Linked DNA regions of Sus scrofa: region 1 is linked to region 2. A link is a contact called in public Hi-C data. All regions are on one chromosome and are shown on one strand. The core of a region is the stretch at or near the end of the contact, and the rest is flanking DNA. Distances in the headings are between cores, read along the strand shown. Region 1 holds the start of PRPF40B (pre-mRNA-processing factor 40 homolog B). Region 2 holds the start of MCRS1 (microspherule protein 1).

What was found. Hi-C and Micro-C count contacts between places; a contact is called where the count stands out from the background.
Region 1: a contact with region 2 is called in a Hi-C map of embryonic fibroblasts, with 1.8 times the contacts expected there. The contact joins the promoter of PRPF40B here to the promoter of MCRS1 in region 2. A contact is called at or near these places in 2 of 47 Hi-C or Micro-C datasets (embryonic fibroblasts and skeletal muscle) and 1 of 2 datasets of contacts at active chromatin or transcription factors (alveolar macrophages).

Annotation. Positions count from the first base shown.
Region 1 is chr5:15,567,513-15,571,504 of Sscrofa11.1, forward strand. It overlaps PRPF40B (pre-mRNA-processing factor 40 homolog B), which reads left to right and starts at 2,628. Exons shown (of 25, transcript XM_021091619.1): 1 at 2,628-3,147. The coding sequence starts at 3,145. FAM186B (protein FAM186B) reads right to left here and starts at 3,146. Exons shown (of 10, transcript XM_021091213.1): 1 at 3,054-3,146; 2 at 2,619-3,000. The coding sequence starts at 3,146.
Region 2 is chr5:15,523,881-15,527,922 of Sscrofa11.1, forward strand. It overlaps MCRS1 (microspherule protein 1), which reads right to left and starts at 2,687. Exons shown (of 13, transcript XR_002343937.1): 1 at 2,542-2,687; 2 at 914-1,354; 3 at 587-725; 4 at 104-242.

The DNA.
Region 1 (3,992 bases), core at 1,378-3,877, 44 kb after region 2:
CAGAAGGCTGCAGCAGAGAAGTCTTTTTTTTTTTTTTTTTTTTTTTTTTTTTTGGTCTTTTTGCCTTTTCTTGGGCTGCTCCTGCAGCATATGGAGGTTCCCAGGCTAGGGGTCTAATCAGAGCTGTAGCCACCTGCCTACACCACAGCCACAGCAACGTGGGATCCAAGCTGAGTCTGCAACCTACACCATAGCTCACAGCAACGCTGGCTCCTTAACCCACTGAGCAAGGCCAGGGATCGAACCCGAAACCTCACGGTTCCTAGTCGGATTCATTAACCACTGAGCCACGATGGGAACTCCCAGAGAGGTCTTGAAGAAGATGAGGTTGATAGAATATCTGCTGAGTCCAGATATTCTGAGAAGAGATTTAGGCAAGTGAGGGAAGATTTTGAGGCAGATTTTGTGATAAATACATGTAAAGCTAAACAAAAGAAAGAAAAAAAACCCAGATAATTATTAATTCCAGGAAAAATAAAAAGTGCAGGAATGGAAGAGTAATCAAAGTTTTCTACACGGCTCAACTCTAAATAGCACATGTAGTTACAACGTTTAAGAACTGAAAGTTGAACTAACAAAAATTATTTCAATTTGGCAGCTAGGAGATGAGAATAAGGTATAAGCAGTGGGGAGAGAGGAAGGGAAAAAGAGTTGCATCCTCAAATTTGTGGGGGCTGGGGCAACACTACAAATAGTCACATACTGCATATATTAATGTTACAAATTAAGCTAACAAACTGTTAAATAAAAAACCAACTAAACGCCTAACTTTACAAATATACTTTCTCAAGGTCCAGGTTCTAAATTAGAATTTTTGGAATCCTCAGAGTATTACAGTAGAAAATAGAAGCCCCTAGCCCATGGCTCTTTCCCAGATCCCCTTCCTTTCAGCCCTTGCCTCTGTCCTGCATTGAGACAGCCTCACTCAGGCTCCTGTGGACATACCAGCTTGGGCTCACTCCTCTTACTTCGAATAGCTGCCCTTGGCTATCTCTCAGACCTAGATGCCCACACTATCAGCGGGTCTCCCTGGGAGGAGAGCCAAGGAAGACGCTGGTCCAGGGCCAGGAAGCAAGCTAGGCAGGGAATTCTAGGGTTCCAAGTATTTAGAACATGGTCTATTAAGGGGGTAAGTGGGCTTTGGATGGGCATATCTCCTTCGACTCCTCACTTTGTTGGGAGGAACACAGCTGGAGGAGCACCAGAGATGTGAAGGTAAATGTCAGAAGAAATACTTTAAAAGAGCTGAATATGGCTGCTCTCCAGGAGGGAGAGACGATGGAGGCAGGGCTCAGCTGTTTTTCTTAACAAATCTTACATAATTATTCGACTCTTTTCTTTAAAACAGGTGTCAGAGTTTGGGTTGTGGCTCAGGGGAAACAAATCTGACTGGCATCCATGAGGATGCAGGTTCCATCCCTGGCCTTGCTCAGTGGGCTAAGGCTCTGGCATTTCTGTGAGCTGTGGTGTACGTCAAAGACAAAGCTCAGATCCCTCATTGCTGTGGCTGTGGTGTAGGCCAGCAGCTGCAGCTCTGATTCAATATGCTGCAGATGCGGCCCCCAAAAGACAAAAATAAAATAAAAGTAGATGTCTATGTGTTCTAAAAAATATCTCATTAAAAAAAACCAGGAGTTTCCGTTGTGGCTCAGAGGGTTAAGAACCTGACATAGTATCCATGAGGATGCTGGTTGGATCTCTCTCAGTGGGTCAAGGATCTGGTGTCACCGGCAGCTGCAGCTCTGATTCAACCCCTAGCCCAGGAACTTCTATATGCCACAGGTGCAGCCCTAAAAAAGAAAAAGAGAGAAGAGAAAAAAGAAAAACTGTAAAAATAAAATGTGATTGACAAAAGTCTATGGAATTTCTGAATCACTTCTGCAATGCCTAGAGAGCTCAACAATAATGTTTGAAAACTACAGGCCTGAGCCCTCATTTGAGGCCACTTAAGGTATTATGATGAAAACCACATGAAGTTTCTCACCCCAGCAGCGGAGAATAACTCTCTTCCTTCCCTCCCATTTGTCACCTTTAATTTAAGACTTCTGCTTCGTGTTGTTCTCCTATTTCTCCCTGGCTAGACTCTAAGCTCCTTGCAATCAGGGACCTGGCTCAGAGGTCTTTGTGTATTCAGGACCTAACACAGTACCAAGCACAGAGCACAGGCTCAGCTAAGTGTTGAAGAATAGAGGAAAAAGAACCATTACGAAGGTCTTGGAGAGATGGTGTTGGACCTTTCTGCTGCTCTACGCCTGGAGCTCTGTAACTTACTAGCCCTGAGACTTTCAGCTTATAATTCCTTATCTGTACAACATGATATTATCTCGCATTTTTATTCCTTAAAGTAAATAGGGAGCCTCTCAACTTCACCACTTGGTGGGAGTTAAATCTCCAAAGAAGTAACTTTGGGGTCCTGTGAAAAGCCCATGTACGCCCATGAGGGCAGGGGTTTCGGGGAGTCTGTCTGCTTTTTTCTTTTCCCCAACTGCTGTCTGCCCAGTGCTTGGAACAGTTCCTGGCATGTAACAGGTGCTCAATAAATCGCTGTTGAATGAGTGAGTTAAAATGAAAAATAGCTACACATCGAGTAAAAAACGCTTTGTGAAGTGCAACGATACCCCTATATTCGGAATGAATCTTGGGTCCAGCCCCTGGTCCTGGGAGCGGGCGCGCGGGATCCAGTCGGTCGGAGCGCCGCGGACGCGCCAGCCTAGCAGCGAAGGCCGGGAAACTGCGGGAGGTGGTCTGGAGGCGGCCGGCGGGAAGGGAGGGCAGGCGGGAGAGTCGTGGGCGCCGGCCGAGGGGCCGGACCCGCGCTGGGGAGGTGGGCGGCCCCGGGGCGGCAGCCCGCAGGCGGTCCGGGGGAGCCAGGAGCCCGGAGCAGGCGCGCCACGCCCCCCGGTGGGCGGACCCCGGAGCCGGCGGCGCGGGGGCGGGGCCTGGCTCTCCGTGCCGGGGGCGGGGCTGGGCCTGGGCGCTCCGGGCCGGTGGGGGACCTAGCTGGTCGGCGGGAGCGACCGGAGCCCGGGCCACCAAGGGGTGCGACCCCCCACTGGCCCCGCCTTCCCGGCTGCGGCCGGGCCAATCAGAGCGGCTTTTACTGGCGGGTGGGACCAGCCGGCCCAGCTGCTCGGAGGCTCTGGCATGGTAACGTCCCCGCGCGGGGGTGGAGGGGCCCGGGGCGGTCCCATAGCGCCCCCGGCTGCCCGGGCCCGGACCCGGGGCCCGGGGAGGCCGTCGGGGGTACCTAGGACTCCGGGGTAGAACAGGGGGATTGGGGGGGTTAGGGAGAGGAGCCTGGGAGGGGGGAGGGGGCGGGGATTTGGGGGAGAAGGGGCGGGGGAGGCCATGATGGAGGATGGCGGGGGGTTGGGGGCTGAGGGGAACTAGAGTTGCGCGACTGGGTGAGGAGGAGGAAGGGATGCAGGGTAGGTTTGTGGAGAAATGTCGGGGAGGAAGAGAGGGGCGAGAGAAATGTGGGAACCGCGGGACTAGGGGAAAGCTGGGGGCCACAGTTTCCCCTCTTGCGATATTTGGCCTGCGACATGCCCCTTCCCCAGACTCAGTGCTTGGACCCTTCGGAAGCCCTGGATGCCCCATAAGACCTCTTGGAGACCCCCTCCTTCATTTCCCCACATTGTCTCCTGAGGTGAGGAGGGGGCATCGTCTCCTGAGGAAAGAGAGGCTTCCGGCCCCCACCCAGTGCTGGACAAGTCAAGAAATGGAAGGGCAGAGGCCCCTCGGTCCCAACCCTGGCTCTGCAGTCCACAAACTGTGTAACATCTCTGTGTGACCTTGGGCAAGTCACTACTTTTCTTTGGGCCTTAGATTTCCCATCGATTTAAGTTAAAAAAAAAAAAAAAAAAGGAAGATGCATGAAAATGACATCCCAGGTCCCTTCCTGCTCCCAAATGGGATGATTCTTGAGGGGAGAGTTCAGGAGAATGGGTTCTAGGATGTGGGGAAGCAAAGGAAAGAAGGTTGAACGTGGA
Region 2 (4,042 bases), core at 1,437-3,936:
CAGGCCTCCTCTGCAGGGTTCTTCCCAGCTGGTGCGGGTTGCAGGGAAGACATGAAATCCGGCACCGCTCTCTCCCCACTGCCCATGTCTCCCAGTCCCTCACCTTCTTCTTCTCACTGGAGGAAGGCTCACTCCCCGAACAGCGCCCTGGTTCCACCCCACTGGCCCCCTTCGCCCGGGTAGAGGACTTAGCCAGGCTGCTCTCCACCAGCTCGTCATCAAACTTCTTCCTCTTGATGAACCTGCGAAGAGTCCTACCCAGTGAGCACCCCAGGCCTCTGCAGCCACTCACACACTCCCAGCCTCCAAAAGAGAGCAGGTCCCCAGCAGGCAGGGTGCTAACTGCTCCAGCTCAGTGGATGGGGCCTAACTGCCAGACTCCATCCCTCTGATGGGACAGAGATTCCACGTCAAAGACCTTTGATCTCCCTCCCTCGCTCTCAGTCCCCTGGGGAGGGATTTAGCAGGAACAGGAAAAGCACAAGGCTCTGCCAACACCTAGGCCCCAGAGGGGCTCAGGGAGCCATTCCCAATCGGGGTGAGAGCATGCAGGGGTCTCAGTCTCTGGCCCTCTGACTCTTATTACCTGGAGGAGCTTCTCCGTTTAGGGATGGTGCCCAAGGCCTGTGAGGAGGCCCGCTTCTGCCCTGCCAGCGACTCCTCATCCTCTGAGCGGCTGGCAGTGCCTGATGCCATCAGGGATGAATCTAGCAGCCCCTGAGAATCTAGAAAGAGAGAAGCAGTGAACGCAAGCCTCCTACGTACCTAACAGAGCCTTGAGCCTCTGCAATGGGACCCCTCCTCAGCCCCCCACTTCCCCTACCAGTCCTCTTGGCCCCGCCCTTGCTTCCCTGACACTTGAGGTTTTAAGGTGGGAGTTCCTTGGCCATCCAGATCCCATCTGGGCCCAGACCTTCCACGCTGGGCAGTTCTCCCGGTGCCACGTGTCATGTCGTGCAGCACATGGTGCTCAGGTCAGACTGGTGATGCCGACACACCGGGCTCTGGGCATAACTGCTCCCTCTGCCATCAAAATGCAGCCATGCCAAAGAGCGGCAGCTCAACAGCAAGTCAGTCAATTGTGGCCTCTGCCGAGAGGTACGTGGGTGGTGCTGGCCCAGGGGGAGGTGGCAATGCCCAGCCAGGACCGAAAGACACACGTGCCAGGCACGGGGTGGAATCAGCAGATGCTTGGCGCCCGAGCGTTTGGGGAGCTGGCCCGGCCTCATACTACCTTTGTCCATCCTCTTACAGTCCCAAAGCCACTGGTTCCAAACCACAAGGCTAGGAGGAAGGGTCCCACAGGCTCATCCAAGGATTCTGACCAGGTGAGCTTGGAGGCTGAAAGGAGATTCTGCAAAGGAGAAATGAGGCTCCCTGAGGCTCAGGTTTCCAACTGGCCAGCATCACCCCTTTATACTGGAACAGGTCCCCCAGGACCCCGTAAGCTAGGGAGGACACTAAGAGATGACACACAGGCTCTCTTCTACCAAAACGACCCTGACAAACCAGTACTCTTCTGAAGGTCGCTAACATCTCTGAGTCAGTGACAAAAGGCAGGGACCCTAGAAAATTTACACATTTTAGGGTGTTCACAAACCCCTCTAATTCTACTCATAGCCCCTAGGGTAAGGGCCTTGACTATAAAGCAGCAAGAAACGAGGGATTCTTGGCTTCCTTTTTGTCAGCTGCCCACTCAACTCTAACAGCACCACCCTTCCCCTCTCAGACCAAAGCAGGGACAAGGAAAGGGAGACAGAACTCCAACGAATCCATCTCACTTTTTTTTTCATTTGCAGCTCTGGCTGAAGATTTAGTGGGTGGTACCTCGTGGGAGCTAAAAAAAAGCGGTTTTGGAACTGAGCAAATATCAAACCGCCCTGGAAGGCCCTCCGCTAACCCCCAGAGAGCTCAGGTAGAGGAGACTCAGGGCGCGCCGCTTGCGGGTCCCGCCCCTTTTGACCAGCGCGGCTCTTCCGGCAGCGTCCGGCCCTGCCCCCAGGTGCGCTCGTCACGCCGCTCCAGTGGATACGGCTGGGAATCTTGCCACCTGGGGAAAGGGTGAAGGGCCCCAATTCTGCAGGTAAACTGAGGCAGGGTCTGGACGCCCTTTCTTCTGCCCTCCGCGCCTTGTTCTCACCCCAAGTGCACACCCAAGGTGGGGAGGTTAGTCTAGGTCTATTTCAGGGGCTCGGGATAGGGGTGGCGATGAAGACGGCCCTACAACTCAAAAGCAAAGCACCGAGTGAACCCCGAAGGTCTCGCAGCCTTGGTTTAAGCCCCACAGGCCGATGGTGGGGGAAGGGAATCCACTCCCAGGCCAAGTCTCACCCCACCTTTGGCATGCCACCTTTGCGCATGCGTAACTTCTCGGGCCAGCTTCTGGTCCGATCCAGCCCACGCATGCGCAGATTTTCGGGGCGCTACCTGGGCGGGGCCCCAAACCTGGGGGAGGGGGGTCGTCCCCGATGGCACTCTGGGAAACTCCATTTCACCCTCAACTCTGTTCGGAAGCCCCAAAGGCGAACCGCAAGGTCTCACCATTCCTAGGCTGCCAGCTCCAACAATTTCTCCGCGGCGACGGCAGCAGCCGCAGGGCCAAAGCCGGCTTCCGTGAGCTTCGTCTACTTCCGGGGCTAGGAACTAGGGGCTGCGCAACCCCTTCCGGCTTGCCCGGGCCACGTGAGTAAGGGGGCGTGGCCACGGCAGCGAAGGAGTCACGTTTCGTTAATAGACGAACTTAAAAGCGTTCCCAATTGGGACAGCAAATAGGGAGACAACAGGGGTTATAGGCGTCAGAGAGGTTACCTGGTTGGAGGAAACAATTAAAGGGAAAAACGGGAGTTCCCTGTTGTGGCTCAGCAGGCTAAGAACCTGGGTTAAGAACCCGACTGGTATCCACGAGGATGCGAGGTCCAGCTCCGGCCTCGTTTAGTGGGTTAAGGATCCTGCGTAGCCGGGAGCTGCGGTGTAGTTTGCAGACCGGCTCGGATCTGGTGTTGCTGTGGGTGTGGCGTAGGCCGGCAGCTGCAGCTCCCATTCGACCCCTAGCCTGGGAACTTCCATAAGCTGCAGGTGCGGCCCTAAAAATAAATAGGTAGATAGAGAGATGGACAGACAGATAGGTAAACGGGGTGGAATAGCCTGAGGGGTGAGATCGACTAGGAGGTGGGACAACTTCGGGAGGGGCTGGCCCGAGGGTGGGGCCGGGAGCCAGGCTAAATTTCGGCTTCCTAATCCTGCAGCCTGAGAGATCTATGACTCTTTGATAGTTTCCCAGGACCAATTAGAGATTGTGAGATGTTTTAGAGAAACTACTCTGTGAGAGGGTCTGTGCTAGGCACAGTACAGGGAGATGATGTTGACGAGCTGGAGAGATGTGGCGTATGACATAGGCCGGGAGGTGATGTTTAAGGAACGGGTGGAAGTCCGTGTGCCATTCTCCTAGAAGGTAGAGGCCCTAGGAGAAGAACTGGGGCTCAGTTGGTTCCATCAGCCCAACCCCACCTGGATTGCTGGAGGCAGTTATGGGCCCTGGGAGGCAAGATGACCAACAGAAGCACCTTCAGAGGAGAGTGCTCTAGAATCTTGGGATGGGAGGACAAACCTATAGCAAATGTTGGGAGTTTGGGGGTGTGAGATCTGCCTTGAGAAACCAGAAAGGACTGCCCTCGAAAAGAGGGTTTCTATTTGTTTTATACTTCCTTGGAGGGGCACATAAGTGTAGTAGCTCTAGAGAAACATACTGTGGCTCAGAATAAGAGAGATACAATTCCAAAGCTGTCTACCAGCTAAGGTGGTCCCTTTAGTGGAGGTGTCAAGCATACTCTGATAATTGACACTGCCAGGGGATTCAAGTGTCAGATGGGAGGCTAGCCCTTCCAGCCCTGACAGTGTATGGTATCCCTCTGCTTCAAGAGTCCCCTCTTCAGTTGTGATCTTGCTTAATGAGTATTAACCTGTTTTATCTCCCCTGAAAGATTGTGAGTTTTCTGATACAAGGTGTGATGGACTATATTAGATATAGCATAATAGCTATACT